Regions from separate parts of the Mus musculus genome. Here all the other regions are linked to region 4. Evidence: chromatin contacts called from public HiCAR-type and promoter capture Hi-C data. All regions are on one chromosome and are shown on one strand. Each heading gives the region's core, a stretch centred on a gene start, on an enhancer-like site or on the middle of the called end of the contact. The rest is flanking DNA. Distances are from core to core; before and after follow the strand shown. Region 1 holds the start of Ppm1g (protein phosphatase 1G (formerly 2C), magnesium-dependent, gamma isoform). Region 2 holds the start of Eif2b4 (eukaryotic translation initiation factor 2B, subunit 4 delta). Region 3 holds the start of 4930557J02Rik (RIKEN cDNA 4930557J02 gene). Region 4 holds the start of Yes1 (YES proto-oncogene 1, Src family tyrosine kinase). Region 5 holds the start of Ift172 (intraflagellar transport 172). Region 6 holds the start of Nrbp1 (nuclear receptor binding protein 1). Region 7 holds the start of Mxd4 (Max dimerization protein 4).

Region 1 (3,723 bases), core at 316-2,815, 1.4 Mb after region 4:
GGAGGCTCACAACCATCTGTAAAGAGATCGGATGCCCTTTTCTGGTGTGTCTGAAGACTGCGACAGTGTACTCATATAAAGTATACATACAAAATACATATAAAAATAAATCTTTAAAAAATATTGGACAGAAGAACTGTAATTCTGGGATTTGCTTATGAGTTGAGGGTCTAATTCTATAGCCCAAGTTGTCCTGAAACCTGGGATTTGTGATCTTGCCTCAGCCTCTTAAGTGCTGGAATTACTGGCAATGAGCTATAATGCTGGGCTTAGTTTTTTGTTATTTATTTAAAATTTATGCATGTGTGTTTTGCCTGCATGTATTATGTCTGTGCACCACTTGGACGCCTAGTGCCAGAAGAGGGCGTCTGGTTCCTTGGAACCAGAGTTATAGACAGCCATGTTGGTGCTGGAATTGAACCCCGCTAATGTGGAAGAGCTACCAGTGTTCTTAACCTCTGAGCCAGCTCTCTAGTCCCCAGTTCTTTCCAATGAGTTGATTTTCTTTTACTTTCAGGAAATTACTCCTTTCCGTTATATATAATCCATATAATGAAAAGAACCTGCTGGATTGTCCCTCCAACCCTAACTACCCGTGGCCAGCACCCCAGTCCTTAGTTCATCACGTTCAGATTAAGAGCATTCTAACCAGTTACAGTACCCGCCAGACTCTTCCTCTGGTGTCCAGTGCACACAGAATTAGACTAACAAACGCAAAACAGGCACCACCACAATGACGACCACATTACCCATCTTGATGCTAGGCCATCCATCCATCGCTAGATCTGTTCCTACTTAGAATCGCTCTCCACAAAGAGGCCAGCCAGCTTCCTCAATAAGCCAGCCCAATGTAGTTTACACTTTCCTCAGTCCTCCAGCCTTGTATCCGTATTCCCTTCTCCCGTGGCTAAACGCCACCCTCAGGCACCTTCTCCGAGGGTCTTAAATCTACATTGGCGATAAGCAGCTCGTTCCCGCCTCTTTGCTCTCGCCTCACCCAGCACTGCACCAAACAGTTTCTACCCTGTATTAATTCGAATTTTTCCACAGACCTAGGTCTCCGTTTTCCTTTGTCAGTACAGGCCTCACAGAGCCTGGCCAAAGACCGCGGAAGCGCAGTACAAACGCTAGTCAACTTTAATTGAACCGAATCCGGCGGGGTTTGTCGGAATCTGAGGGCGTGGAGGGAGAGAGGGAGGGACAGGGCTGACAAAACCGCAGAACGCAACTGGAAGCCCCAGGTCCCACACAATAGAGACTTCAGGCAAAAACTGCTGAGACCAGAGCCCCGTGCTAAAGCACGGTCAGCGTGGAGATGGCCGCACATCGCCATGGCTCCCTCCAGCCCCAGCCGTTGGTGGGCGTGGCAACCAGTCTCGCGGGAGCGGCGGTTGGGCGGGCCGTTGTCCCCGAGGGCGGGGCGAGTTGCTAAGGAAATGACCGCCCGCAGCGGCTCACCGCGCCAGTAGGGCGGGGCCTGGAGCAGCGCGGTTTCCGCTTCCGCCCTCTCCCCGCTCCTGTCCCGTTACCGCCTCCTAGCCGGCCTCGCGCCTTTCGCCGGCACCTTGCGTCGACTGCGCAGCCGGGCCCGCTCCTTGCCACGCGCGCCCCCAGGGGCCCCGGCTCCGGCGCCGGCAAGGGTCGCGTCCCGCTTACCTGTTCCTCAGGTAGCCAGCCATCCGCCGCCATGGGTGCCTACCTCTCTCAGCCCAACACGGTGAAGTGCTCCGGGGACGGGGTTGGCGCCCCGCGGCTCCCGCTGCCCTACGGCTTCTCCGCCATGCAAGGCTGGCGCGTCTCCATGGAGGTGAGACAGGGCCCCAGCGGCTGGCCACTGCATGGCAGGAACCTGACAGAGAAAGGGAGCGAGGGGGATGGGGTTCTCCTCAAGCAGGGGTCCCTGACGAGAGCCTGCAGCCACGGTGCGGGAGGCGGCGGCGAGCGCGGGATCCGGGCGGAGAGGGAGCGGCTAGAGCTTGGGGACCGCGGCCTGATGGCTAGTGGCTGCGGGAGCCCTGCCATGTGAGAAGAGGCACCTTCCGCCTACTGGCCGCCGTCTCTCCGTACCTTCGCGCCATCCTCTGGTGCCAGCCCAGCCCTCCAGCTTTTCCAGCGGCATGGGGTTGTCAGAGGGAAGAGGGAAGACTCGTTATTTGTTCGCTTATTGGTCGAATAGATGTGAATGACTGGTTCGTTTTTATTCTTGAAATATGTAATGTGGCAGGCCTCTTGGGGCTACAAACTTGATGGCGAAAAGGAGCCCGGGTAATAATGTGCTTTCCATTCTTAACCCTCAGTTGCTTTTAGCCTTAGACACCTCATGTTAATTTCAGAAGCCCCGCTTGACCTTCGAGAATTGTCACTCGTTCGTATTCTTTTCGAAATCTTTTATGATCTTTAGGAAAGGAATCGTGTCTGTCACTAGGCTTGCTTTTATTTTTTATTTTTTGAAATATGCTTGTAATTTTTTTTCTTACTCGATTTCTTTAAAACTTACTGAGTTGTCATTTTCCTCTGCATATAATTTAGTATACTCGATTTTCAGTCTTGTCATCAATCCTTTTTTGTCACCATCTACGAATAACTTTTAAAAAGAAAAGAAAAGTCCACTTTGGATGAAAGGGAAAGCAATCATTTGGATTGACAGTGTTGAGCAAATGGATGTGAAACTACAATGAACAGGGAATAGGTGTCTTTGAGCAATTTTGTGTGAAGTCTAAGGGACTAGTGAAAAGTTCTAATTATGTCTGGAATCGAGGGTTTATCCAGTTAGTAGGTGGGCTACAGGTAACAGCCAAATAGTTTCCCTTGGTGTTTTTTTTTTTTTTTTTTTTTTTTTTTTCTCTCAAATTCCCTCGCTCCTCCCTGTGGTTAGCTCTGGAATGACAGTGTGAACCTAAATGGTTTGTTCTCAGACTCAAAAGCTATTTTCACCAGCTTTTGATTATGGCTCTAGCATTATCTAGATCCAGCAGAATCTAGATAAATAATTTCAGCAAGGAGAGGGTCCTATTCATTTGGCTCAGTGCCCACATTTAATGGCTTGGAAATTGAGGCCTAGAAAGATTAGGGTACTTGTACCTTGATACAAAGAATTGTATTAAGGTGTTCAAGACAATAGGAGCTGTTCTTATATAGGTGTCAAGATGAAGCACAGCTTTCATATTTCTCAGTGGCATGCTGTAGTAATGACTGGGTAAAGTTAGAGATACCTGGGTATAGTATAGCTTCAGAAGGAAAGCCTTGGGGGTGGCTAAGTGCAACTTGCTGTTCTTACAGGGGACCAGAGTGTGATTCTCAGTGCCCACCCATGTCAAGGAGGTTCCAACAACCTGTGGTTCAAAAAAAAAAAAAAAAAAAAAAAAAGCCGGGCGTGGTGGTGCACACCTTTAATCCCAGCACTTGGGAGGCAGAGGCAGGCGGATTTCTGAGTTCGAGGCCAGCCTGGTCTACAGAGTGAGTTCCAGGACAGCCAAGTTCGAGGCCAGCCTGGTCTACAGAGTGAGTTCCAGGACAGCCAAGGCTACAGAGAAACCCTGTCTCGGAAGAAAAAAAAAAAAAACCCGTGGTTGAATCCGGTGCCCTCTTCTGGCCTCTGCTGATAACTAGTTCTTTCAAGTGCAGTGGGGGTTGGGGAGGGTGGTGGTGGAAGAAAAGCCATAAAGTTAGTCTGGCTGGTGTTTGGGTTAGGCTATGGGGTTCTTTTATTCTCATCTCATAGAC
Region 2 (4,119 bases), core at 480-2,979, 1.4 Mb after region 4:
TGCAGGGGTCAAAGAGAACAGCTTCTTTGGGGGGAATGCAGGAACCACGTTGGCCCCATACTCCTTCCGAAGCTATGGCGAGAAAGAGATACAATTCTTCACATAACACAGGAACTGAGTGGTGACAACTAAGACTCACCCAAGTCCTCCTGGGTTCTTCTAACAACTCTTTAAAAGACGTGTGACAAAAGATGACTTTGGCAGAGTCAGGACCCCCAAAGATCTTAGGTATAAATTCTTGTATGTGTTCATGTGAAGACATTATAGGGTGATTTTTCATGGGGTCCTGGGTCCAGGAGCCCTTTGATTTACATAGCAAGACTGCTCAGTAGAGAACATTTATAGGGAACACTTATGTGCACAGATAATAAAGTCATAGCATACTCAAGTGTGTTGAAGGGACTTTGCTGATCCAAGAATCTACTTTTTATCTGGAGAAACTGAGGCGGGAAGAAATTAACTTGCTCAGGACTGACATCTAGTAGAAACAGGGCTCTCTAGAGATTCACTATCTATACAGAGCTCACTATCTGGTGAGGGGGGAAACATTTGGACATCTTATACACTGATGGGACCAAGAACACACAAGGAAAGCAGCGAATGGTTTGTATTAATCCGGGGAATGAATTCCCAAGTTATAGTTTAGGTGCCAGAAGGAATGTGCTTTGACTAACAGGGTTCAGTTTTTCCATGCAGGGGCAAAGGATGAAAAAGGAGACAGCTCAGAGAAGGAAGGATGTGTGAGTATAGGGAAGTACAGGAACTGTGAGAGACAAGCCGCTCAGAGAGTTTCCGGAAATGTCACGCTAACAAAGTCCACCTTCCACTGTAGCAGTGATTATAGGGTGATGTAATGAAAGGGGATTAATGTCCGTGGGTATGGAAGGGCTTGAAGCTGCATCTAGACAGGGTTGTTAGTCCCACCTGCTCGTGCAGCCCCAGAAGCTGGCTGTAGCGCACCCGACAGTGCAGGACTCCATTCACGTGAATGTTATAGGCCTGAGGACACAAAAGCAGGCAAACATCTCAGGATCGACGTGCAAACCACCTCTTGCCCCAGAAACCTGTCCGGAAGTTGCCTGACATATCCGTCTGCGCAACGCTCCGAGACTTCCCGGGATTTAGCCTGTTTTTCCCCCAGGGCCGGGTTTCAAGCAGAAGGCCCAGTCCCGAGGACACTCGGGCGCTTGTGCGGCAGTATCCCTCCCGGAGATGACAATAGTGCCCACCGCCAGAGCAGTCGCGGCCTGGCCGGGGAAAGAAGAACCTATTGGAGCTTGGGGTGGCTTAAGTACGAAACTGAGACATGAGATGGCTTCCAGTGAGGTTCGAAGGCTGGAGGCCGCTCCGAGAGCTCCGGCCCGTTATCCCCGCCCTGGCCCAGCTTCTAGCACCTCCTCACCACGTAGGCGGAGCCGCCGCTGTCCCCACTGCGGGACTCCGTTTCAGGAATGGAAAAGTGCATGTTCCCTAAGGCAGAGCTCCGTACTACCAGGTTCGCAGCGCCTCTGCTCGCTTGCCTCTGCCACTCAGCGCGTCTCCGCAGCCCAGCTCGCCATTTTGGTGGGCCTGAACTCCGAGGTGGGAAGGCTGTAGGATGACGGCTCTGCGAGCAGCAACCTCGGCATGCTGGGAGCTGTAGTCGAGCGCCGGAGACGCTCCTAATTGGGAACCCAACATCCTTTGGTCCTCACCGCGACCCGTAGTCCTGGGCGGGACCCAGTGCACGCCGGAAGTTGTAGTCCGCTGGGGACTGACTCCGCGGGAGGCATCAGGGGAGCCAGCAGCCCAGGTGGCGCTGTAGTGTGAGTGACCTCGGCGGGAGGAGCCTAGGACCCACAGTCATGGCTGCGGTGGCGGTGGCTGTTCGCGAAGGTGAGTGAAGGGCTAGATGCACCAAGTGGTAGAAGAGCAGATGAACACTGGATCGCTGATGCGGGGTCCGGAGCGCCTTTGGGCCTTGCCGCCGGGTTTCTGCACGTCGCGGGACTCTGGTTTACAAGATCTAGGGCGCAGCAGGGTGCTGCTTGCCGGCTGTTCCCAGAAGGGTGACTGACCCTTTTCCTCCCACGCCTGTCCTTTGATCCTGCCGCGCAGTGCGTCCCCACGCGGATCCCAGAGCGCCTCGCGCCCGGCAGCCGAGCTGTGGTCATGCCAACCCAGCAGCCAGCTGCGCCGACGAGTCTCCCCAAGTCCTCCCGGAGCCTGTCTGGCTCACTCTGTGCCCTGTTTTCTGATGCAGAATCGAGATCCGAGATGAAGACTGAACTTTCTCCTCGGCCCGGGGTAAGTGAGGGAGAGACCTCCTAAGTCGCCTGTCAAGAGCTACACAGAAAGCTGTGTCACCTTCATTTGGCCCCATCTCCCATCCTTTTCAGTTCATCTCTTAGTAGAACTGGGAGATTTTACAGAGCTTAACGGTGTGTGACTATGACTGAAGAAGTTTCTCTCCTTACTTACGTAGACTTGTAACAGAAGTCAGAGAGTGTTAGGAACTTAACCTTGGGGGAATCTAGTAAGCATCTTGATAAACCTTTGGAATGGCCTGGGGTAGAGCAGTTCCCGTGTCTGTGTCTCAGGCAGCAGGGCGGGAGTTGACCCAAGAAGAGAAGCTTCAGCTTCGAAAAGAAAAGAAACAGCAGAAGAAGAAACGGAAGGAGGAAAAGGGGGCAGACCAAGAAATTGGCTCTGCTGTGTCTGCAGCTCAACGGCAAGGTGCGGGGACGCTTTAAACGGCCGGGGGTAGGATGCTGGATGAGGGATTTGCAAAGGGAGATAGAACAAAGTTGGTTTGAGCAAGTACAAAAGCGGTTACTTGGAAGGCAGAGCCTGATGGTGCTGGCTGGTGGTGGCTTACAGCACACCTTTAACCCCAGCACTAAGGCCAAAGCAAAGGCAGGTGGATCTCTGATGAATTCCAGCCTCAGTCAAAAAAGGAAAAAAAAAAAAACTTAGATAAGGTAAAAGGGAAACTAAGGCCAAAGCAAAGACAGGTGGATCTCTGATGAATTCCAGCCTCAGTCAAGAAAGGGAAAAAAAATAGATAAAAGGGAAACTTTGGTTGGGGCAAAGAGATCACCGTCCTAGAGCCCAGGCACCTCTTCCCTCTGTATTTCATAGACCCAATCAGAGAACTCCCAGGACCTGGTAGTCAGCTGGGAGGTACTGCTGGGGAGAAACTTCCAGCTGGCCGGAGTAAGGCAGAACTTCGCGCCGAAAGGAGAGCCAAGCAGGAGGCAGAGCGGGCCCTGAAACAGGCAAGAAAAGGGGAACAAGGAGGCGTCCCTCCTCAGGCCTGCCCCAGCACTGCTGGAGAAACCACCTCAGGTATCTCTCTCCTCTTCATTCTCACACTCCACTTACCCAAACGCTCCCGTTTCGAGATGTATAGAGTCTTGAAAGCATCTCCCTAACTTTTAGGAGTGAAGCGTGTCCCCGAGCACACCCCAGCTGATGACCCCACACTTCTGAGGAGGCTCCTTAGAAAGCCAGATCGACAACAGGTAGGAAGTGGGTTTGGTACCTGGAGAATTGCCCTGGGCAAAGAAAAGATCTGGAAAAGCACGGAGTATTGGGATCAAATAGCCCACCCAGTCCCGTTTGATGATGTCTCTTTGTTTCATGGAGGTTCCTACACGAAAGGATTACGGATCCAAAGTCAGTCTCTTCTCCCACCTGCCTCAGTACAGCAGACAAAGCTCCTTGACCCAGTACATGAGGTAGGACCTTTAAGTCGGAGGAGATTGAGGAACTCAGTGTTAAAAGTGACTGGAACTGTGAGATGGGATGTGTGGGTGGGTGGGGTGCAAACTCAAGGCAAAACTACAGGAAATGGGGAAGCCCCTTCTCATGAGGGGCAGGGGCCAAGAGGTACTCAAGTTCCCTTAAAAAGTATGTGACACCGCCATCCCATCAGCATCCCATCCTCTGTGATCCACCCAGCCATGGTGAGACTCGGTCTGCAGTACTCCCAGGGCCTCATCAGTGGCTCCAATGCCCGGTGCATCGCACTGCTTCACGCCCTGCAGCAGGTACGTCCAGTTCTATTCTCCATGACCCTGCCCCATTCCCTAAGACTGCCCCAGCATGATGGTCCTCTCTGGGACAAAGAAGCAATGA
Region 3 (4,043 bases), core at 512-3,011, 1.5 Mb before region 4:
ACCTTAACTATAGATTTGCCTTGATCAGACTTTGCTAATTGATATAGGAGAGGCCAGCCCACTATCTCTGGCACACAGGTGGGTCTGGGCTGTATAGCAAAGGTATCTGAACTTGAATCTTGGTGCACGTGAACCAGCAGTCATTCTTTTATGGTCTCTGCTTCAGTTTCTCCCTCCAGGTTCCTGCCCTGACTTTCCTTGATGATGGAATATAACCTATAAGAGTAAATAAACCCTATTCTTCCAAAGTTGCTTCTGGTGTTTTATCTCAGCAACAGGAAGCAAACTAGAACAGAACCTGAATTCCAGTCTTGGTGTTGGTGTGGGAAGTGCTTTTTTCCACTGAGCCACCTTCCATAAGAAACTCTTCTGATGTTTGTCTTACCAAGATAGACTTTAGCCAGCCTGTATTTCTCCCCATGAGAAGGCAGGGTAGCCATTAGATCACTTCATCCTAGATGTATCCTTCAGCATGTGCCAGGGAGGTCCCCATATTCCATTTTCTACCATTCTTAACTTCTTCATTCTCATTCTTGTGTCCCTTATCAGTTTTACCTAAGCCAAGACCCAGTGCTGTTGGCACTTTGACCTCCCTACCATTTTGGTCTCCTGTTCTAACAAATCAAGGCCAAGCCACATAACTTTCAAAGCACTATACAGTGTCTATCAATGGAGCCAGGCAAGCAAAATCCACCTATACACCATCACTCAGTGTGCATGTCTACTGGACTCCTGGTTTCTTCCTTTCTTACCCCATCAAAGAGCTCTTTTTAATGTATTGTACTTTTTCCATAAAGAGGAACTTGGGCTTAGTGGTTTAGGGCTTCTGGCAGTAGCAAGATACAGTATCAGAACCCAACCTTACCATCTATTTGGTGTGACATATCTGAATCCAAGTCTCTTCATCTTCATACTGGATGGAGTGCCTGCCTTGTAGTAGTGTGACTAAGTTTCAGTGTGGCAACCTTGTGAAATGGTAGCCTGGTATCTGCTATGATAAATGTTAACTGTTATCCCAGATTCAGAAGTTCATAAGGTGATGGAAGAAGCTGCAGTTTAGCACGTGTGGGTCCTTCTGTGAAAGGTGTGTGGGTAGGCTGCTTGCCCAGAACATCTCTTGAGCAGGTTGCACAAGTTGTGGGTGGAGAAGAGTAGACATGCAAGAGCATATGCCATCCTCAGCAGTGTGGGTAGGAGTGGCACCGTGCAATGGCAGAAGGAAAGACCTGGCATGCCGAGAGGTGGAACACTTGGAGGCTTGGACCAGGTCCAGTGTGTGTATTCTGCACAGGAGCTTCAGGAGTAGAAGCTTTTCTCAGAGATGAGCCCTGAGTCAAAGCTTCACAGTGTATGAAATACACATAAGAAGTAATGCCCACCTCATAGGATTCACTAGTTAATCGAGGTGTGTATATACTACATAAGGATAGATAGAATTTGATATTACAATATTTTTCCAAGACCCAAATTACTATCTAAATGGTGAATTTTCTTTTGTTTAGGAACATACTGTTTTGGACACTGAGGTGTAAATGTCCCGTTGTTTGTTTTAATGCCAAGGACTTTGTGAGAACAGTGCTGCAGCTCTATGGTGAAGATGGCAGTTGGAAGCATGGTAAGTCACCATTCTCATTGTCTCTAAGACTTAGAAAAGTGGTCAGGCCACCATGTCACCTGCTCCAAGGGCTCTTGGCCACACAGACACTGCTTCTTCACCTGCCATGGACACTTCCCCTCCTATGTCTGGACTCTTCTTATATTTGTACCAGTTTATACTCCTTTAGTGTAAAGAATGACCGCTGAAACACAGTCACAATGGGCTTTGTTGTTATCATCAATGGATACAGATACTAAGATCTACAACCCAGAGAGTACCAAACAAGACAGTATAAAGGGTAGGGAATAGCTGCTATATGCCTTTAATCTCAGTACTCAGAAAGCAGAGGCTAGAGGGTCTCTAAGTTTGAGGCCAGCTTGGTCTACAGAGAGAGTTCTAAAATAGCCAGGACTTCACCAAGAAACCCCATCTTGAAAAATGAGAGAGAGAGAGAGGTAGAGAGAGAGAGAGAGATAGAGAGAGAGAGAAAGACAGAGAGACAGAGACAGAGAGAGACAGAGAGACAGAGACAGAGAGACAAAGACAGAGCGACAGAGAGAGCGAGCGAGCATTGTCAGGTATGGGTTCCATTTCATGGAATGGGACTTAAATCCAATATAAAAGTACTTTCAGAACCTTTTTGCCACTATTGTATCAGAATATCTTGTAGTCATGCCGCTATTGTAGGTAACAGGGTTTATAGCTGGGTGATATTAGCAATTGTCTTTAACCCTTGTCAGGGGGCAGAGTAATTATGAACACGTAGGGGTTAAGCTTCTGGTTTGGCACCAGCTGGACTTCTTCACATTCAGTAACATAAATATATGTTGTTTGCAACAGTAGGGCTTTACCACCTTACGGTGGAAAACAGTCATGGCCTTGGTAATAGTCTCTGATGTTTGGAGGGATTCCATGGGACCCCTTTGGCCAACAACTCAAAAATATATAGCTTTTTCCTGGCACTGGAAATTTTACTTGGTGGCATTATATGGTGATTCCATTTAGATTCATTCCATATATGCCTATATTAGGAAGCTTCTACAATAGTGGGTTTCCATATGACTTTTCAAATGCCTTTAGTGTTAGGTGTACCTCTCATAGTCCCTACTTAACTTGGATCTTCCATCCTCTGTCCCATCGAATCCTTCTGGTTTAGTTCCCCTTCTCCCCACAGCACTATATTGTATTTCCCCTTTCTTGGAAGATCCTCTCTATCCCACTGACCTTACCTAATGTCTGTAGTTATTTGAATTTTAGTACACATATCAAAAGCTTAAAAACTTAACATCCACATATAAGAGGAAACATGTAGTATTTGTCTATTTTGGGTCTGGCTTATTCACTTGGGAATTTTTTTCTCTATCTCTATCCTTTTAACCTTCAGATTTCAAATTTTCACTGGTTTTTAAACAACTGAATGATATTCCATTGTGTAAATGTGCCATAGTTTCATTTTCCATTTATCAGTAGATGGACATCTTGGCTGTTTCCAATTTCTGGCAATTATGAATAGTACAGCAGTGAACGTAATTAAGCTAGTGTCTCTATAGTAAGATGTAGAGTCCTTTGGATATATGCCCAAGAGTGGCATAGCTGGATCTTGAGGTAGATCTATTCCCAGCTTCCGGAGGAACCTCCACACTTATTTCCACACTGGCTGAATTTACTCCCACAGCAATGAATAAATGTTCTCATTTGCCAGAATTCTTGTCAGCATTGTCAATTGTTTTATTGATGTTGGACATGCTGACTGGGGTAAGATGGAATCTCAGAGTAGTTTTAATTTACATTTCCCTAATGGCTAAGGATGTTGCACATTTCTTTAAATGTTTCTCAGTCATTTGTGTTTCATATTTGGAAAACTCTCTGCTTAGTGTAAAGATGGGAAACAATTGCCTGTAACTTGAATGAATGCTAAGTGACCTTTTCCTTTGCAGTTGCTGATTTTGTAGGACTAGATCCCAGAGTTGCTGCATGGCTCATAGACCCCAGTGACACTGCACCTTCATTTGAAGATTTAGTAGCAAAACACCTAGAAAAGTCCATCACAGTCAAACCAAGCAGCACATTCAGAGAAGCCTCAAGAAATACTTTGGTAAGATGTTTAAGATAAGGTTCTGTCTACCTTAATATAGCCCTAACTTTTCCCACTTCATAAACAATCTAATAGTAACCAGAATATAGCCAGCACCCATTTTCATGTCATTGTCCTATCCAAATCCTTTATTGCTGAGGTGTTTCTGGTAGAGGTCAATGAATAAAGATGAGAGATTTCCAGGCATGTCTCATTATAGTATACTTTTATGGATTCTCTAGTGTCAGTAGCACCTCCTCTGTGAGCAGAGGACTGTCCTTTTGTAAATCTTTAGCACTAGTGACATGTTCTTGTTGACTGACTTTTGGGGACAGCCACCTCAGTCTAGGTAGAGAAGACAAGGTGAGTTTC
Region 4 (3,700 bases), core at 467-2,966:
GAACAGAAAGGAGTCAATTTTGTGGTTTGTGAAGTCAGCAAAAACTAGCTACAAAATTAAAGGTATAACATTACCGTAGTTTTATGGCAAAGCACACATTTTAAAAGCTTTTATTTTATCCTGGAAATATGGAATATAAACAGTCTTGTATCTAAGTTTCAATCAAAGGCAATCTTCTCCCTCCCCTAAATTTAGGACCTACTGAAATGTCAACCAGCATCTACATTTTCACTGAGGTTTTGCTGGTATTCAAAAATAAGATATAGCTAAATGCATTTAGCAAGCGGAAAAAATTCCTGAAGAACAACTTTCCTACAGTTGTATTCTCTCTCATATATGTTGCATATAAGAACTTTGGCTTTTAATTTAACACTCCCTATCTGCCCACTCAAAATGTTTCTAGTCCACACCATTGTGCTGGTTAATAGAGGTAGCACACATTTGGCCTTAAATTGAGTCACACATGCACACTTAATAACATTTTCATTAGTGAGTAATTTAAATTTAGAAATTTAACAGGATGTTTAAACTCACTTTCAATTGCCAATTTTGGTCAGTAATTTTACACGAAATACATGAATATACCATACCGAAATATCCTGTGAAATCACATGTAAAAAACACAGCTGTGGAACACACAAGAGAGGTACAAAGTTATGTTTCAACTGCATACTTTTCGTTTATTTACTTTGATAACTGTCATTTCCACTGCTGTTCCAATCACTTATGCAAAGAATAACTACATCAAAACTACGCTATGCCCCATTCACAATCCCTATACCAGAAACGATATTCCCACTTTTTAAAAACAACTCTTTCTCAAGCCCAATAAAGCAAAAGCTGGAAGCAATTATCAAGAAGCAAAACACAAACAAAATTTTCGTTGACACAGGAGGACAGAGAACCGAACTCACGGGGAGGCGGAGTGGCAAGGCACTTAAAAGTGGCCGCTGATTGTAACACGTCCCAACACCCTCAAACCCAAACAAAGGAAAACTTTATAAACAGGTCGTGGTTTGCAATCAAACCAAGTACAACCCGCCGCTCACCCGCTCGCTCCACGAGTTCCACTCCTCGCTCCAGACAGTTGCTGCGGGCGTCCGGCGACACAGACCTCCAGCCGCTAGGACGAGAAGGGGCCGCTGCCCTACCCTCTGGTCCTCATTCGGGAGTGACCCCACGTCCTTTGGGGTGGAGGGTGCAGCGGCGGCACCACATAGGCTGGACCACTATCCGGACTCCCGCAGAATCGGGAAGTACTGGACAGGGCGGAGACCGAGGCACTGGGCAAGCAGGTAGTGAGCCCAGGAGACGAGACACTCACGCCCGCCAGCCAGACCGCGGGAGGGGAGAAGTTTCTCCTCAACTTCCAGACTCCGGGACCAGTAGGCGGACAGCGGCAGGGGCGGCGGCGCCTCGAGAAGCCCGGGAGCAGGAGGGTGGATGCCGAGGCCTAGAGCTGCCCGGTCCGGGTCAGCTGCCTACGTCGCGAGGCCACGCCGCGAGCTTACCTGAGTCCGGCCGCACTCGCACGGGTCGCCGCGGGGAGAAGGCGGCCGGCCGAGGTGGACGCCCGCGGGTCCCTCTCCCTTCTCCACCTCCAGGTCGCGGGGCGCCAGGAGGCAGCGACGGCGGCGCAGCCGGCCCGGGACGCTTTACTTGAGGAGGAGGGAACTCCCGGACGCCCGCACCCCGCGGCCTCCCTCTCTCCTCCTCTCGCCGCCGGCCCCGCCCCTCCGCTCCGGATCGCGCGCGGGGCGGGGGTTGCGGCTACCTGCGCGCGCCCGCTCACCGGAACTCGCGCTCTGCTGTCTGCTGGGAGCGCCTTCCGGCGCGGGAGCTCTGCGCGGGGTCCGCGGGCCGCTGGGAGGCCCGGCCGTGTCGTGCCTGCCGGCCCAACATGGCGCCAGGGGTCAGGCGTGCTCCCGAGGGGGCGTGAGGAGAAAGCAGCAGCGGCATGTGGTTCCCTGCCTTGCCCGCACGCCGACTACCGCAACGGGCGAAGCGGGGCTCCGCCTGGCTCACCGAAACACTGAGGGGTGTGGGGCTTTGTTTTCGGAGGGTGATCGGGGTTGGGGTTCTTTGGAGAAAGGTTGACTGTTCATTTCTCAGCTTTGTGCCTCCGCACCCTTTGTCACTGATAGTAAAATCACAGTCGAACCGCGTGAGCCATCAGGGCAGTGCTGACACCTTGGTTCTCGTCTGGCCGCAGAAGCTTCCTGTTGACTGTAGGTCGAACCAGCCTTGCCGCGCGAGTAGAACCGAACCTGAGTTGTGTTGGCAATTCTCCCAGGAATGGTGGCTCTCACTTAGAGTGGGACAGCATTGTATTTGATCCTCGTAATAGGGAACCCGGACAGGCACTGTGACTCTTCTTGACAGCTATGAAAGCTGACGTTTGGGCCCCTTGAAGTGAAGAAGTCAAGATGAAAGGTTTTTTGTTTGTTTTCCCTCCGAAGGCCTTGCATCGTTTTTTCTGCTTGCCTTGTAGAAAAAGGAAGGGTTTAGGAGGAACTGAGGTACAAGATTGAGAGGGTCAAAAGACAATCTAGAAGTACTCCTGCTAAAGGCACGTCTGCCTTATCACACTCTTAATTTCCCTTTTGTATTTCCTCTTTGGTGGGGTTATTCGAAGTATTAATGTGGGACTGTTGGTTTCCTTTGTGGTTTTCAGAGAAATTCAGCATCATCTTTGACATATCAACTCCGTCAGTAGTCTGGTACTTTAGCAACTTAAATGCACACAGCTTTAAAAAGTTTCTTCAGAGAAAGGAATGGGAATCCACATGAACAACTATGTGTGATGTAGCGCGGTGCTTTATTTTGCCATTGACTGGTGCATTAAGGGGTTTTTTTGTTTTGTTTTGTTTTTTTTTTTTTTTTGTTTTTTTGTTTTTTTGTTTTTCTCTGTATAGCTCTGGCTGTCCTGGAACCCACTTTGTAGACCAGGCTGGCCTCGAACTCAGAAATCCCCCTGCCTCTGCCTACCAAGTGCTAGGATTAAAGGCGTGCGCCACCACCGCCCAGCAAGTTTTTTCTTGAAACTAGAACGTTAGTTACTTGAGCTGTTGCCTTTCTAAACCTACAGATAAAATAGAAATATATTTGTGACCCTAAACTCTCCCAATTTAAAAGACAACAAACAAAAACCCTCTCAATGTTAGTCTAACCTGTTTTGAATTTGTTTTATATTTTATTTTGTTTTACTTTGCTTGCTTTTTTGAGACAGAGTCTTGTGTAGCCCAGGATAGCTTTGAACTTGCTGTGTAGCTGAGGATGATTTTTGAGCCCCTCCTTCTCCTGTCTCTACCTCCCAGTTTCTGGGGTTACAAGTAGGTACCATCACACACAATTTCTGTACTTTAAGGTAGGGAGAGAGTATCAAAAATACACCTACAACTTAAAGGTTACATTTAATGGCTATTTTAGAAATATTCTTAAAGATGGTGACAGGATCTGGGAAATTTTGCTGGGAAATTTTGTTGTTATAGAAACTAGTCATAGCTAAAACCCTGTTTCTGAAATGGTCAGGTGAGTGTCGGCTCATGCATCCCTCTTCACAATGTTACAGTGTGTTAAGACCTATCTTGAAACTTCTGGGAAAATCAGCCCTAGGAAGGAAGGGGAAGGCCAGTGGAAAATTTGAACTATATTAGGTATTTCTAAAACTAAGGTGTTCTTACTTATCAAAGTTGGCTGG
Region 5 (3,872 bases), core at 961-3,460, 1.3 Mb after region 4:
GAATCCCAGGCTGGTACCCATCCTCTTTCCACTGTAAGCAGGGCCAGAATGTAGGTCTGGTAGATTCTGTATCCCTGGACTTGGGAGTGGATATCAAATGGAATATCTCCCATCCCCCAGGTCCAGGGGAGAATCACTTATTCAACCCTATCCCACTAGGTCCTCGCTAGGGGCCCCATGTCACCTGCATCAGGACTATTGGCACTCACTAGCTGCCCCTACAGCTTGCCTCTGGGCCTCAGAGAGGGGTGTTTCTGCCCGGGTTGCCCTCCTTCAGTGAGTCAGAAGAACCTTCTGGGCCTAGAGGCAGACGCTGCATTGCACTATTCCAGTGTCTTCCACGGAGCCTCTGGGGCTCCTCCCTCACCTGGCAGCCCCTCCAGCTGCTGGTGATCTCACCCCTGGGACATTTTTCCAATAAAGGTTCTGGACAAACTGGAACTGACTGGTTCCTGTATGGTATGCTGAAGACATCTCTACACCTTGTCAGTTCTTCTCAGGCCTCCACCAACCTGAAAGGACAGAGTCTTGATAAGATGTTTGCGTCAGTGTAACAATGTATTCATCTAAGATGGGCGGGGAAAGACAAAAGGGGAGGGGATGAAAGCCAAAGGCCTCCCTTCTTTGTCTTTGCTGAATGAGAAGAGAGAAAATGAGAAGTCACAGTTTTCATACCAACAGAAACCAGGCCATGTCATATAAAAGGGCCAGTAGATTTTTTTTTTATCTTTGTTCAGGACCTTGTGCATACTAAGCAAATATTCTACTGTTGCGCTATATAACCAATCCCTTCCCTGCACTTTTGACTCCAGCACTCACTTTGGGGAAATGGTCAGAAGGGCTGAGCTGTCTTAGGAGCTGACAGGAGAGCAGCCACCACTAATGTGCCCTTGGTGCCATGTGTTCTCACCCCGGGCACACCAGTGCCTCGTCTTTGTTTTCTTTTTCATCTATGTCTTTGTTCATTCAAAGTTAATAATAATTGTAATCCATAAATGAGTTTATATTTATACTCTAACATATCCAGAGGATTCTAGAAATAAAGCTGAGGGGTTTGGATGCCCCTATCAAAAAAAGTATAATTTGAGTTCTGGGACCTATTTGTTACCTGTGAAAAAAGGGAATCTGTCCCCTTCTGATTCTTAATTTTCTAGAGGGATGTGGTGGCAGGAAGAGAAATACTCGTTACCATTGGCAACTGCAGTGCGCTCAAGGCTTTGGGCCCAGCATTTGCCTGGGGGGCATATGCTATGCTTTTAGGGGGGGATAGGGCTTGCCCACCTTGGGTCATTTAGAGAAGGCCTATGACTAACGTTTCTGCATTTCATTCTGTCTCTTGATCTTTTGGGAGAAACAAGAACAAAAATTATTGAAAGGATCCCAAAGAAGATGGTATCTTTTTTTGCTTAACTAATCACAACCACAGGTGTCATGCAGCTCTAAACTAGGAGGGGAACCAAGCTCTGGTCTGCCTCCTGCACTGTCCCATAGAGACATCTGGGTTTCAGGAATCTGCCTTGAACTCAATGACCAAACAGGGTGCCTTTTCTTTCCCTAGCCAGTGCTTCCAATATATCCACCATATCCTGGATAATTTCCTGAGACTGTGTTTCAGAGTAGAGAAGTTGGGCATGGAGACAATGAGTTGAGGAGAGTTGAGCCTTCTTACGGGAATTAAAAGGTTATTAGCTGTGGGTTAAATGCCGGTTCCACCCTTTACAAGCTGTTTTAACTTTGGCGAGTAACTCCTTTAATCTGCCTCCTGTTGGGTAAAATGGGTCTGTACCGCTGCTGAATTCAAACACAGTGCCAAGTATATCCTTGAGCTTTCACTGTTATCTGTCAGTATTGAGTGGCCTCCCGCAAGTCACCTAAGTTTTGGGATGACGTGAAGATTTCAGCTCCGCGAATTGTCTTTTGCCTCTCGTAGCACCTGCCTTGCTCTCCTCCAGAGTTTAAGCAACTAAAGCACATCTGGCCGGGTAGGACAATAAGAAAACGTAAGGATATGGTGACGTAGAATCCGGAGAGGACCGAAGACTTGTGGGCGGAGGTTTGCGTTAGGTTTGCATGCAGCCACAGGATTGGTCGCGGAGAGAATTCCACAACCCCTCTTATGGGCCCGCCTTAGGACTCACTGCGCTTGCGCACGTCCTGTTCGCTCCGTCGCGAACCCACTACGTGACCTTATGACGTATGTCGCACTCACGTTGCCTGTGCGTCAGCGGTTAGCGCCGCCGATGCTTGGCGGGTTGTCCAGGTAACCACGGGAGTTGTCTCGGTCAGTGAGCATCCGAGACCGGTGTACGTCATGCAGTTGAAGCACCTGAGGACCCTGCTGAGCCCTCAGGTGAGGAATCGCATGCCTCTTCCATTCCCAGGCCACCAGGCGTTCAAAAAAAAAAAAAAAAAAAAAAGTAAGGGAACATAAGTTCATACTTTTTGAGCGTCTACTTTGTTCAGAAGACCGTGAAAGCTCTTTCAGCAGGCGACATGCATCACTAACGACTCTAAGCTTTCTTTGCATGACATTACATCAGTTGAGTGCCAGGCCCCAAGCTTAGGCTCTCCGGGATCACCCGCATTACGCGTCAAGGCTCTTTTTGGAAGGAGAGGCGCATATATAGTCAACCTTCATAAGTCTACACAGGATGAAATGAGCACTTTAGATATAAACCCTAAAAAAAGGTAGAGCAGAAGCTGAACCCTCTTTTGGATTGTGAAAGTGTGTCTCCTCAGAAGCAGAAGAGGCTGGGTGGGCGCTGGAGGAGGAGCCCAGAGACATAAACGAAGATTATGTTTGGTTTGGGCGTGAAGAGGACAGAGTCTCTGTCTTAGCTTAGCTCCAACACTGACTTGACCAAATGGTATTTCTGGCTTTAACCATCACCATACGCAATCATTCTATCACTAGCTTCTTCATCTGGTAAAGAAAAGGCGCAGGGAGAGCAACTGTAAGCGACTTAGGAGAATGTTAAATAAAGTTCTACACAGAACAGAATCTTATAAGCCTTGGTAGCCCAGGCTAGTAATCTCAGCAATTGTGGAGGTAGGAGGATCAGGAATGCAAGGCCATTCTTAGCTACGTGGAGAGTTCAAGGCCAGCCTGGGCTACTTGAGACTCTTAGGAGAGGGGGTAGGGGAAGGGAGAGAAGGGAAGGAAAGGGGAGGGGAGAAAAGGGGAGGGGGAAGGGGAAAAGGGAGAGAGGAGGGAAGGGAAGGGGAGGGTAGGAGAGAGAGAGGGGGGAGGGGAGAGGAAGAGGAAGAGGAAAGGCCTGTGAGCTGGCTCACTGGCTAAGGTACTTGCCACTAAGCCTGACCTCCTGAGTTTGAGCCCTGTGACCCACACAGTGGAAGGAAAGAGCCAGCTTGTGCAAGTTGTCCCACCCCACTCAAAATGTAAGGAAAAAGTTTTAAAGAGCATAAGAAAACTGGAAAGCCATAAGAAGGATGATTGACAAGAGAGAAAGGCATTCCAAAGTGAAAGGACAGGCTAACACAACACAGATAAGAAGGTTGGCTATGGGGGAAATGACTCATCACCAGCGTGGGAAACTGAGTTCAGATCTCCAGCATCCTCTTCAGAGCCAGGTGCACCTGTAATCTCAGTGTTTCGAAGGTAGACAGGTGGTCCCTAGAGTTCTAGTCCTAGAACTGGAATTACGAGCTTTCAGTGCAATGAGAGACTCTGTCTTTCAAAAAGTAAGATGGAGAATGACTGTGAAAACACTTGACCTCTGGTCTCTACATGCACACATAGACAGGCCCATATAGCAACATCCTCCCGACACACACAGACAGACAGACAGACAGACTCCCTTACCTGATTGTGCTGTTACATGCCTGTAGTCTTAGAACCTAGGAGGCTGAGG
Region 6 (4,010 bases), core at 672-3,171, 1.4 Mb after region 4:
AAATCAAAGACCTTGTTTCCAGCTTTCCTTTCATTTACATTGCTCAAAGGCTCTGACTTTTCCAATCTCTGAGGCACTAGATCTGATACCAGTTACCTCCTTCAGAAACAAATAATTCAAGCTATAGTTTTTATAGGTAAAGTACTAAAAATAACATTTCTATAGGCGCAGAGTTGCTTTAAGAAAAACCTAAGTTTCTAATTAACCCATACCAAAAAAAAAAAAAAAAAAAAAAAGGGACAATCAAATGAACACAGACTGTAAAAAAAAAACTGAAACCTGTGTGTGATTAACTCAAGGAAGAGCAGTCTAGTAAGAAAGCGATACCCTGGAAAGTAAACTTGCACTCCAGAGTCAGTTCAGAATACCTAAGACCTGCAATCAACACCAGAATGGCCATACAACTCTCTTGCGACCCTTTCTACGCATCTCTCCCCAGCCTATACAGTTTTATCTGAATCGAGGGACTTGTATTAACGCTCTAGTAAACGCAAAGAACACTACGGGACGGGGGCGGGGGAGGGGAAATCTGGTAGGATACTTCCCCACTTTAATTTCTAAGGAAAGTCCTTGAAAGCCTCCTCAGTCTGCCAAGACAGCTATTAGTTGCGTGCATGTCTTAATAAACCACTAAAAAAGATGAGTTAAGGATCACTTTTTCCTCCGTCCCCTATCAAAGAGCTAAGAAAATAATAAAGTCTGTTTCAGCTACATTCGCAGAATGTGCATCCAATCTGAACGGATAAGTGAAAGTCTAGCGAGATACAGAATATACTCTGGAACGTCAAAGCCCATGGAATCTAAAACTACAGGACCAAGGAAACAGGCAGCCCCTCCACGGGGCACTTAGAGAAAAGATGAACTGTCATCAGAGACAAACATCCAGAAAGCACATTGCCCTCCCAATCATGTCCCAGAAGGTAAAATAAGAGCAGTGCCTAAAGATCTCCAAGCACTCCCGCAAGAGATGCAGAAACGTGTGCAACACTGGGGGTTCTGCCTCAGAGCTGCTGGCAGTTTTAACAGGGATCACTGTGGAAAAGCTCATTTGCATCGGTGAGGGTATCTCCTCGAAGCCTCTAGCTACCCTGAGGACGCATAGTACATTCACTACAGGGCATTGTCTGTCATCTCGCAAAGTTGTTCTCCCGGCTTCCATTATTAGTTGAAAGCCCTCTGCACATCACCCCGCATAGCTCGCAGCCACAGGCCGCTCTGAGGAAACCCAGAAAGCCTCTGAGGTCAACAGAACTGCTCAGTCGGAGAGAATGCAAGCTCGGAGGGAGGAGGCCCTCAGCTTGTCAACACTCCAACAGGTCGCCCGGCCAGTATCTGGAAGGAAGCGGCGGCGGACAGACAGTGGCCGGCCAGGAGACCGAGCACCACAGCCACCTCATCAAAGGCCAGCCCTGCCCCGCCGTCAGGCCGCAGACCACGCCCCCGCGCTCGGCGCGCCGCCCCGCGAGCAGGCCCGGCCCGGACGCCGCGCTTCCTTCCGCAGGCCCTCGGGCCCGGGCCCCCGCCCCGCCCCCGCCCGCGCCGCCTGCCCCGCCTCTCGCGGCCAGAGTTCCAAGAGAACGCCGGGGCCCCCCGACCCGCGCCCGCAGAATTCCGGGCCGCCGCGGCCACGCCGGAGACACCAGGAGGGCGGGCGGCGCCCTGGGGCCAAGGTGGCCCCTCAGCTGCGACGGGCCGGGCTAGGTCGGGCCTGACTCCCGAGAAAGCAGGGCCGCCCGACAGCACCCGCCGGCCGCGTCCTGCCGGCCCGCGGCTCGGGGTCATCCTGCCGCCCTTCCGCGAGCCCCTCCCTCCAGGGCCTCTTTCTCCGGAGCTCACCTCCCGACTCCGCGCCCGCAGCCTGCGCTTCAGCTCCAGCTCGGGTTCCGGGGCCTCGGATCCCAGCGACTCCCTCACAGCTGCGCTCCGCAGCGCAACCGAACTGCGGGCCCCGCCCTCGCGGCGTCCGGACCAACAGTGGGCGGTGCCGCACCGCCGCCAGGTTTCCATTGGACAGGGCAGCGGGGGGCGGTTCCCACAGACCGAGGCTCTCAAGGCAGTCTACTGCCGGGTCTCCTCCCCTTGCGGGGTTCCGGCAGACTGCCTGCCAGCGTTGTCTTCTTGTCTCTCTGTCCATCCTCCTCCCAGTCGAGGTGCCCCCAAGTAATTCTGCCGGACGAAAGGAAGGCCTTCTCTCTCTTCTTGAAAGCGCCATGACAGTCCTAATCCTCTAAGAAGACAAAAGGAACGGAAGACGCAGCCTTTCAATCTGAGGAACGAACCCACCCACATTCCCCATTTGGGAAAGAGACAGTGCACTGGTCATCAAATTTTCAGAAAGCTTTTTTTTAATCGCTTAACATGAAAACTAATAGTTGCTGATTTGCATAACATTATTTACCCAGACATAACCTGATTCGACCCACATAAGGGAGAACTCATTGAAGTTATCCAATGATAGTTGGCAAATTCGAAAAAGAAACAAAACAAAACAAAAAAAAAAAGTTACTCAAATTTAAGTTGACATGAGTCCAAAATAGAATCCGAAGTAAGAAGATCCATCAAAACTGTCTTTGAAAAGGTATTATTTGGAAAGAGTTTACATTGTCTGTGAGTGTAAAGAATTACAATAGATTCTGGGTAAGCCATTGATCTTAGAAAGTTAAAGGCAGAATTTAAGAGATGTATAATACCATTATACATGTATTATCAAGGAAGAAGGATGAATCATCTGAATCTGAGAATGTCACAATCACCAATTTTACTCTCCTTAAAGGGACTAGTTAATCCTAGTTCACGGGTTCACACAGAAATCCTATAGAGACTCATTTTTTTCTCATCTCTTCACTTTAAAATGCTTGCTTTAAAAACTGAAATTTCAACAAGCATGCCAGAGAGATCTCTGTGAATTCAAGGCCAACCAGGGCTACATAGTCTCAAAAACAAACTTTTTTTTTCACCCAGCATAGTAATGCATACCTGTAATCCTATCACTCAGTAGGCTAATGCCGTGAGTTCAAGGTCAGCATAAGCAATAGAGCAACAACACTGTGTCAAGACAAAATAGAATTCTGATGTTGGATTAAAAGATGCACTTACCTAAAATGTATAGCACACCATTTCAAAGTTTGTTCTAGTCTCAGAAGGGTGCTCATCCTCTCCAGATTAGCCTTTCTGCCAAAGCCATTGTAACTCCTGAGCCATGGCAAGCATTCATGACATATCTGTTCATGCTACTTTAGTTCCTATTATTTTCTGTCAGTACTATTTCAAATGTGCACAGAGGATCTTTTGGCAACCTCATTTTCAGTTATTTTCTCATGTATACCTAAAATGACCAACTGCTGCCTACATTTTTACCACCTCACTTATGTTTCCTGATTACAAAAGTAATAAATACTAGCCAGATGATGGTTGTGCATGCCTTTAACCCCAACACTCCGGAGGCAGAGGCTGGTGGATATCTGTGCACTTATAGCCAGCCCGGTCTACAGAACAAGTTCTAGGACAGCCAGGGCTACAAAGAGAAATCCTGACTTGGAAAACCAAAAGCAAACAAAAAATAATGAATGCTTATTATAAAAACTCAGAAATTAGCTTGACTGTGGCCCAAGCCTTTAACCTCAGGACTCAGGAGGCAGAGGCAAGAGGATCTCTGAGTTCAAGGCCAGCCTGGTCAATAGAGTTGAGTTCTAAGACAGCCAGGTCTACACAGAGAAACCATGTCTGTGAAAAACAAAAACAAAAAAGAAATTGATATGGAGACAGAGCCTAGCAATTAAGAGCACTCTCTGCTTTTGTAGATAACCCTGGTTTGGTATATATACATGGCAGCTCACAATTATCTGTAGCTCCAGTCTGAGAAAATCTGGCACCCTCTTTTGACCTCCATGGAACCTAGGCATGCATACAGTATACGGAAGCAAACACTCATAAGCATCATAAGCATTAAAATAAATCTTTTGAGCTGGGTGTGGTGGCTCTTGCTGATAATCTCAGCATCAGGAGCCAGA
Region 7 (4,301 bases), core at 289-2,788, 1.6 Mb before region 4:
CTGGACAGCCCTGGCCCTGGAGTGATTGTGGGCTTGGTCAGAGAGGCACTTCAACCAATACTAAGGAGTTCTTTCAGTGTCTATACAGGACTGTTTATGACCGCATGAGGTTCCTCTTTTGTTTTTTTCAGGGCGCCATCAGAGCACCTGTTATTCTTAATCCTGCCCCACAGGTCAGACATCTGTGGCTCACACCCAGGCTGGGAGGGAGGTGGTTCTGGTTTCCACATTCCCAGATTGTTAACAGCTCTGGGTGTGGGAGCAGTAATCTCCATCTTTCTATTTCAAGGGGACACTGCAAGTTTCCTTATCTGCATATTGGGCATATGGAGAGCCACAAGGAAGTGTGCACAATGCATCCACCTTGGTCCTAAAGTAAATTCAATGCTAATAATCTTTGTTGTTTGCTACAGTACCTTCCTTCCATTTTAAGAGCTGCTATCTAGCCACCTTATTTCCCACAGAACTCTCCAGCCTGCTATTTTGTCCTCAACCTAATAACAGAGAGAGGATCAAGGGGTGGGAGAGGATGGATACAGAGGATGGTGTTAGGGCATCTTGAGCTGTCTGTCCCCCATGCATCTATAGGCCAGCATGAGGGCCTCGGGTCATTAGGGCCAGGAGTTTGCTGAAGAGTTCACCCTCTTGTCACCATAGCCTGGCTCTTGGCACGGCTCTACCCTCAGACCAAGCACCGCAAACAGACACTCACGGATCCCTCTTGCTCAGTAGTGTCAGTAGCTCTTGGTGCCTCTCCCTTAACCCTGGTGGCCTTCCTTTTTACTCCTGATGGCTGATCCTGCCTACTTTGGGTCTGACATCTGAGAGGCTTTTAGATTCCAATGGTCTGCGTCCCTGTCTCCAAGTTTTAGCCTTCCCTGAAGCCAATATTCCTGCCAGAGACAGGTGTCCTTTGCTGTTCTTTAGCGAGATCCCAGCGCCCGCCCCTATCAGGCCCCAAGCCTGGTCCTCCACCGAGACTATGGTACCAACTGACTCCGGGCAACAGGTCGTTGCGCACGACATGCATGGGCACGACAAAGCGCCAGGGCGCGTGTCCGCAGCGCATCCTGCCTGGTGTCTCCCGAGACACGGTCCACGTCCTCCTGGCCCCCGCGTAGGCCGGGCAGCAGTCCCACCACACAGTGCTTCCTCTCGGCAACCGGTCCTGCCCGGGCGTCCTCATTGGCCCCACGCCCTGTCACTGGCCATTGGTCCGCGGACTCAATTTACATAGACCGTTCTGGCCCAATCGGCGTGCAATGCCTACTTAACATGCACGATGGCCGCCAGTCAGCGAGCACTGGGGCTGGGCCACCACGTGCTGTTGCTAAGCTTGGGCTTCTAAATTGTTACTACTGGAGCCAGCCTATCCTAGCCAAGCTTCGCATCTGTCAACATTCTCAGCTCTGCCCGAGGCGTTCGGCCAGTCCCTATTGGGCAAGGCTAGACAAGAACCCGCCCCCTAAGCCGGAGCGCCCACACCTATTGGCTGCGTCGACTGCTGCTCGACTTATGTGTCAATTTGAGGGCCTGAGGCAGAGGGTGGCGGCCCAGCGCTGGAGTCCGCGAGTCGGGCTGGTGTGCCGCCAGGCGCGGGGCGTGCGGCGAGCAGAGCCGGCAGGAGCGCGCCGGGCAGCCGCCGCCGCCGCCGTCCCGTGCGCGGGCGGCAGGATGGAGCTGAACTCTCTGCTGCTGCTGTTGGAGGCGGCCGAGTACCTGGAGCGTAGGGACCGAGGTAGCCCGCGCCCCTTTGTGCCAGGGTGGGCGGGCGGCGGGCGGGCGCAGGGGGCCGCTGACCGCACCGTCTGTCCCGCAGAGGCCGAGCACGGCTACGCCTCCGTGCTGCCCTTCGACGGCGACTTCGCAAGGAAGAAAACAAAGACGGCCGGCCTGGTGCGCAAGGCCCCGAACAACAGGTACCGCCCCCAACCCCCACCTCCCACCCCCGCGCGCTGTGCCAAGCCAGCTCGGGTCGGCCCCACCCGAGTGTCCCCGTCCTCTCTGCGTCCCCAGTACAGTCCTGCGCGCACCCGGGCGGCCGGCCTGGAGGAGGTGCCGGCCCCGCCCGCGCGTCGCCATCTTCCCGCGGCCGCGCCTCCCCGCCGCCGTAAACAGTGCCACGCGTACAGCGGCCGCGCTCGCCGAGGGCCGTTCTGGACTTTTCCAGACCGGAGAGGAGTTGTCAGTTGGTGCCGACCGCTACTCCCTAGTTTGGGCCTAATTGGGGACTCCTCCCTCCCTTGCACTTCTCGGAGCTGGCTTTGCTCTTAGACCCAGCACCTTATCCCCAGGAGCCTGGACAGAGACCTCTCTCTGGCTACTTAAGCGTCCTGCGCAGCTTATTGACAAGGAAACTCCAACCACAAGCATAGGGCTGGCTTTGTCGCGAAGAGCTGCAGGGAGCTATTTCTCTCAAAAGTTCCAGGGCTCAACTACACTGTTTGCCTTGGCCTTGTGTTTGGAGGAAGCCCTGAAGCTGAGGTTTAGGTATGGCTAGGACTGCTAAAGGTTCCACCTTCCTGGCTGCAGTGGGATCCAGGGCACACCTGACACTGTCTAGGGGCTAACTTTGGCCCAGCTACTCCTGTGTGGTCAGTCTGAGAGCTTCCTTAGCAGGCTGGGGGCTTCAGGGCCCCTTGGCAGAGGGTGCGGCTCATTCCTGTGGCCTGTCTGTTCTTGGGAAACAGAGAGGCTGGCACAAGGACCCATTTCTGTGGTGTCCTAGGCCTGGCAAAGAACAGGTTGAATTACCAACGGCCTGAGTCCCAGCCCCTGGTCTCTTGCTTTGAACAGTTTGCAGAAGGACTTAAGTGTGTTGGAGGCCTCACTGCCCCAAGCTTCCACAGTGAGATGGCCTGGACCCGGCTTCTGTCTGCCCTAAACCCCAGGTTTGGGAGCTCAGCTTCCTGTGGCATGGAGTACCCACAGCTGATAGGAATGGTAGCATTCCTGAGCTGAGGCCCTTGAATGCTTCTGCCATATACACAAGTAAGAATCTGACCCAGCCTTGTAAATGAAGCCTTATTTTGACCTCCATTTTACAACCGAGGAAGCCAAGGCATAGACAGATTCAGTTACTTGGGTAGGGCTGCTTAACCACCCTGTTCCTGGATGAGGTCCTAGCCTTCCATCTTCTTCTGGGATGGGGAGAACTGGGTGCAAGGGGCAGGGGATGCAAAGGGCCTCTCTGACTGGACTTGGGTGCACCTCCCCTGAAGCTTCCTTGGACAGAGTGTACTCCTTCAAGACCTGAAGCCTTAGGGTGGCAGACACAGCCCTCCCCTCCCCAGTCACTGCTCAGAGGCTATTCTCAGCCAGCTCAGTTGAGAAGCTGGGATTTCAGATGTGGCAGGGCAGTTCTGAACCTTCTGTGTCCTGGCAAAATGAAGGACAGGCCCTGGTATAGCAGGCTAGGGTGAGTGATGGCTAGGTCTCTAATGGCAGTGACTCCATGGGAGGGTGCCTTTAGGGTCAAGTACTTTGAGAATATAAGCAGAAGGGTCAGATCAAGGTGGTGCCCAGGCAGCATCTGACACAACGATGGCCTCTCCTCAGGCACAATACCCCCCCTCCCCCCACGGGATCTCTGGACTCCGAAAGAGTTCCAAGAAAGGCCAACACACATGCTGCTAGAGTGGCCCTGTAGTCCAGGGATTGGGAGCTGGCAAGACAAGTAGTATCCTCTGGTGCAGGAGGTGAGGGGACTCCTCAATACTTAAGGTTCCTGCTGACCCTAGCCTGCTACATAAACTAGCAGACCTGTAGACCCAGTCAGGCTGCCATTTAGAGAACTGAAAGACAGGTTCTCCAGAGGACATCAAGGGGTTTCTGCACTGCCTTCTTGGCTCTGGTTGGCCTGTGGAGGGATTCTGAGGCTCTGGCCCAGCCTGAGTGACTAGCAGCAGGTTTTGGAAGAGTTGAGGAATCCAGGGCCAGAGGGAACATAGGTGAGCTAGTACCCTGATGGTGTCAAAGAATGATGGGCCAGGCAGAGTGTACACATTTTTTGGTAAAAGATCCCAGATCCAGGCTCTTAGAGCAGCAGAGGAAAGGACAGGTGGGCAACAGCAGAGCACAGGGAGGGCCTTGGTCTGGGTGTGTCCTGATCTTTCTGCTCTTAAGTGCAGCAGTCCGGGGACCTAGAAGCCTGTGTTGGTCTGTGACATTCCCTTAGATTGAGAGTCACTTGGAAACCTGAGTGTTCAGAACCTGTGGTCTGGGTGAATGGGCTTGGCCAGTGAGGTTCAAGCAGCCCATGGGGTCACTGTTCCCAGGGAAGGTAAAGTTGGTCTCAGGGT

Evidence for each region. Promoter capture Hi-C pulls out the DNA fragments that hold promoters and counts their contacts. HiCAR-type assays count read pairs that join an accessible place to other places. Capture Hi-C pulls out chosen DNA fragments and counts their contacts.
Region 1: a HiCAR-type map of astrocytes shows a contact between it and region 4, with 4 times the contacts expected there. The contact joins the promoter of Ppm1g here to the promoter of Yes1 in region 4. A contact is called at or near these places in 3 of 39 promoter capture datasets (hippocampal neurons and liver) and 1 of 115 datasets of contacts at active chromatin or transcription factors (astrocytes).
Region 2: a contact with region 4 is called in a promoter capture Hi-C map of liver, with 3 times the contacts expected there. The contact joins the promoter of Eif2b4 here to the promoter of Yes1 in region 4. A contact is called at or near these places in 2 of 39 promoter capture datasets (both in liver) and 1 of 9 other capture datasets (adipose tissue).
Region 3: a promoter capture Hi-C map of liver shows a contact between it and region 4, with 2.4 times the contacts expected there. The contact joins the promoter of 4930557J02Rik here to the promoter of Yes1 in region 4. A contact is called at or near these places in 2 of 39 promoter capture datasets (hippocampal neurons and liver).
Region 5: a promoter capture Hi-C map of liver shows a contact between it and region 4, with 2.8 times the contacts expected there. The contact joins the promoter of Ift172 here to the promoter of Yes1 in region 4. A contact is called at or near these places in 7 of 39 promoter capture datasets (the 3T3-L1 cell line, embryonic stem cells, hematopoietic stem and progenitor cells and 3 more), 1 of 115 datasets of contacts at active chromatin or transcription factors (stem cell-derived neural progenitor cells) and 2 of 9 other capture datasets (adipose tissue and liver).
Region 6: a promoter capture Hi-C map of liver shows a contact between it and region 4, with 2.9 times the contacts expected there. The contact joins the promoter of Nrbp1 here to the promoter of Yes1 in region 4. A contact is called at or near these places in 4 of 39 promoter capture datasets (cranial neural crest, liver and stem cell-derived epiblast-like cells), 1 of 115 datasets of contacts at active chromatin or transcription factors (astrocytes) and 2 of 9 other capture datasets (adipose tissue and liver).
Region 7: a promoter capture Hi-C map of liver shows a contact between it and region 4, with 4 times the contacts expected there. The contact joins the promoter of Mxd4 here to the promoter of Yes1 in region 4. A contact is called at or near these places in 3 of 39 promoter capture datasets (frontonasal cranial neural crest and liver).

What each region holds. Positions count from the first base shown.
Region 1 is chr5:31,218,387-31,222,109 of GRCm38.p6, reverse strand. Ppm1g (protein phosphatase 1G (formerly 2C), magnesium-dependent, gamma isoform) reads left to right here and starts at 1,565. Exons shown (of 10, transcript NM_008014.3): 1 at 1,565-1,807. The coding sequence starts at 1,688.
Region 2 is chr5:31,190,749-31,194,867 of GRCm38.p6, reverse strand. Eif2b4 (eukaryotic translation initiation factor 2B, subunit 4 delta) reads left to right here and starts at 1,729. Exons shown (of 13, transcript NM_010122.2): 1 at 1,729-1,875; 2 at 2,243-2,286; 3 at 2,580-2,715; 4 at 3,121-3,327; 5 at 3,421-3,503; 6 at 3,628-3,719; 7 at 3,917-4,031. The coding sequence starts at 1,845. It overlaps Snx17 (sorting nexin 17), which reads right to left and starts at 1,564. Exons shown (of 15, transcript NM_153680.2): 1 at 1,403-1,564; 2 at 925-999; 3 at 1-72. The coding sequence starts at 1,465.
Region 3 is chr5:34,116,458-34,120,500 of GRCm38.p6, reverse strand. It overlaps 4930557J02Rik (RIKEN cDNA 4930557J02 gene), which reads right to left and starts at 1,761. Exons shown (of 4, transcript NR_040703.1): 1 at 1,380-1,761; 2 at 866-1,294. Poln (DNA polymerase N) reads left to right here. Exons shown (of 25, transcript NM_181857.4): 6 at 1,503-1,615; 7 at 3,535-3,692.
Region 4 is chr5:32,609,187-32,612,886 of GRCm38.p6, reverse strand. It overlaps Yes1 (YES proto-oncogene 1, Src family tyrosine kinase), which reads right to left and starts at 1,716. Exons shown (of 12, transcript NM_001205132.1): 1 at 1,512-1,716. It overlaps Gm10461 (collagen alpha-1(II) chain), which reads left to right. Exons shown (of 2, transcript XM_030254958.1): 2 at 835-3,700. The coding sequence ends at 1,663.
Region 5 is chr5:31,289,452-31,293,323 of GRCm38.p6, reverse strand. Ift172 (intraflagellar transport 172) reads left to right here and starts at 2,210. Exons shown (of 48, transcript NM_026298.5): 1 at 2,210-2,350. The coding sequence starts at 2,312. It overlaps Fndc4 (fibronectin type III domain containing 4), which reads left to right. Exons shown (of 7, transcript NM_022424.6): 7 at 1-1,082.
Region 6 is chr5:31,238,829-31,242,838 of GRCm38.p6, reverse strand. Nrbp1 (nuclear receptor binding protein 1) reads right to left here and starts at 1,921. Exons shown (of 18, transcript NM_147201.2): 1 at 1,837-1,921.
Region 7 is chr5:34,184,947-34,189,247 of GRCm38.p6, reverse strand. It overlaps Mxd4 (Max dimerization protein 4), which reads left to right and starts at 1,538. Exons shown (of 6, transcript NM_010753.2): 1 at 1,538-1,738; 2 at 1,820-1,919. The coding sequence starts at 1,675.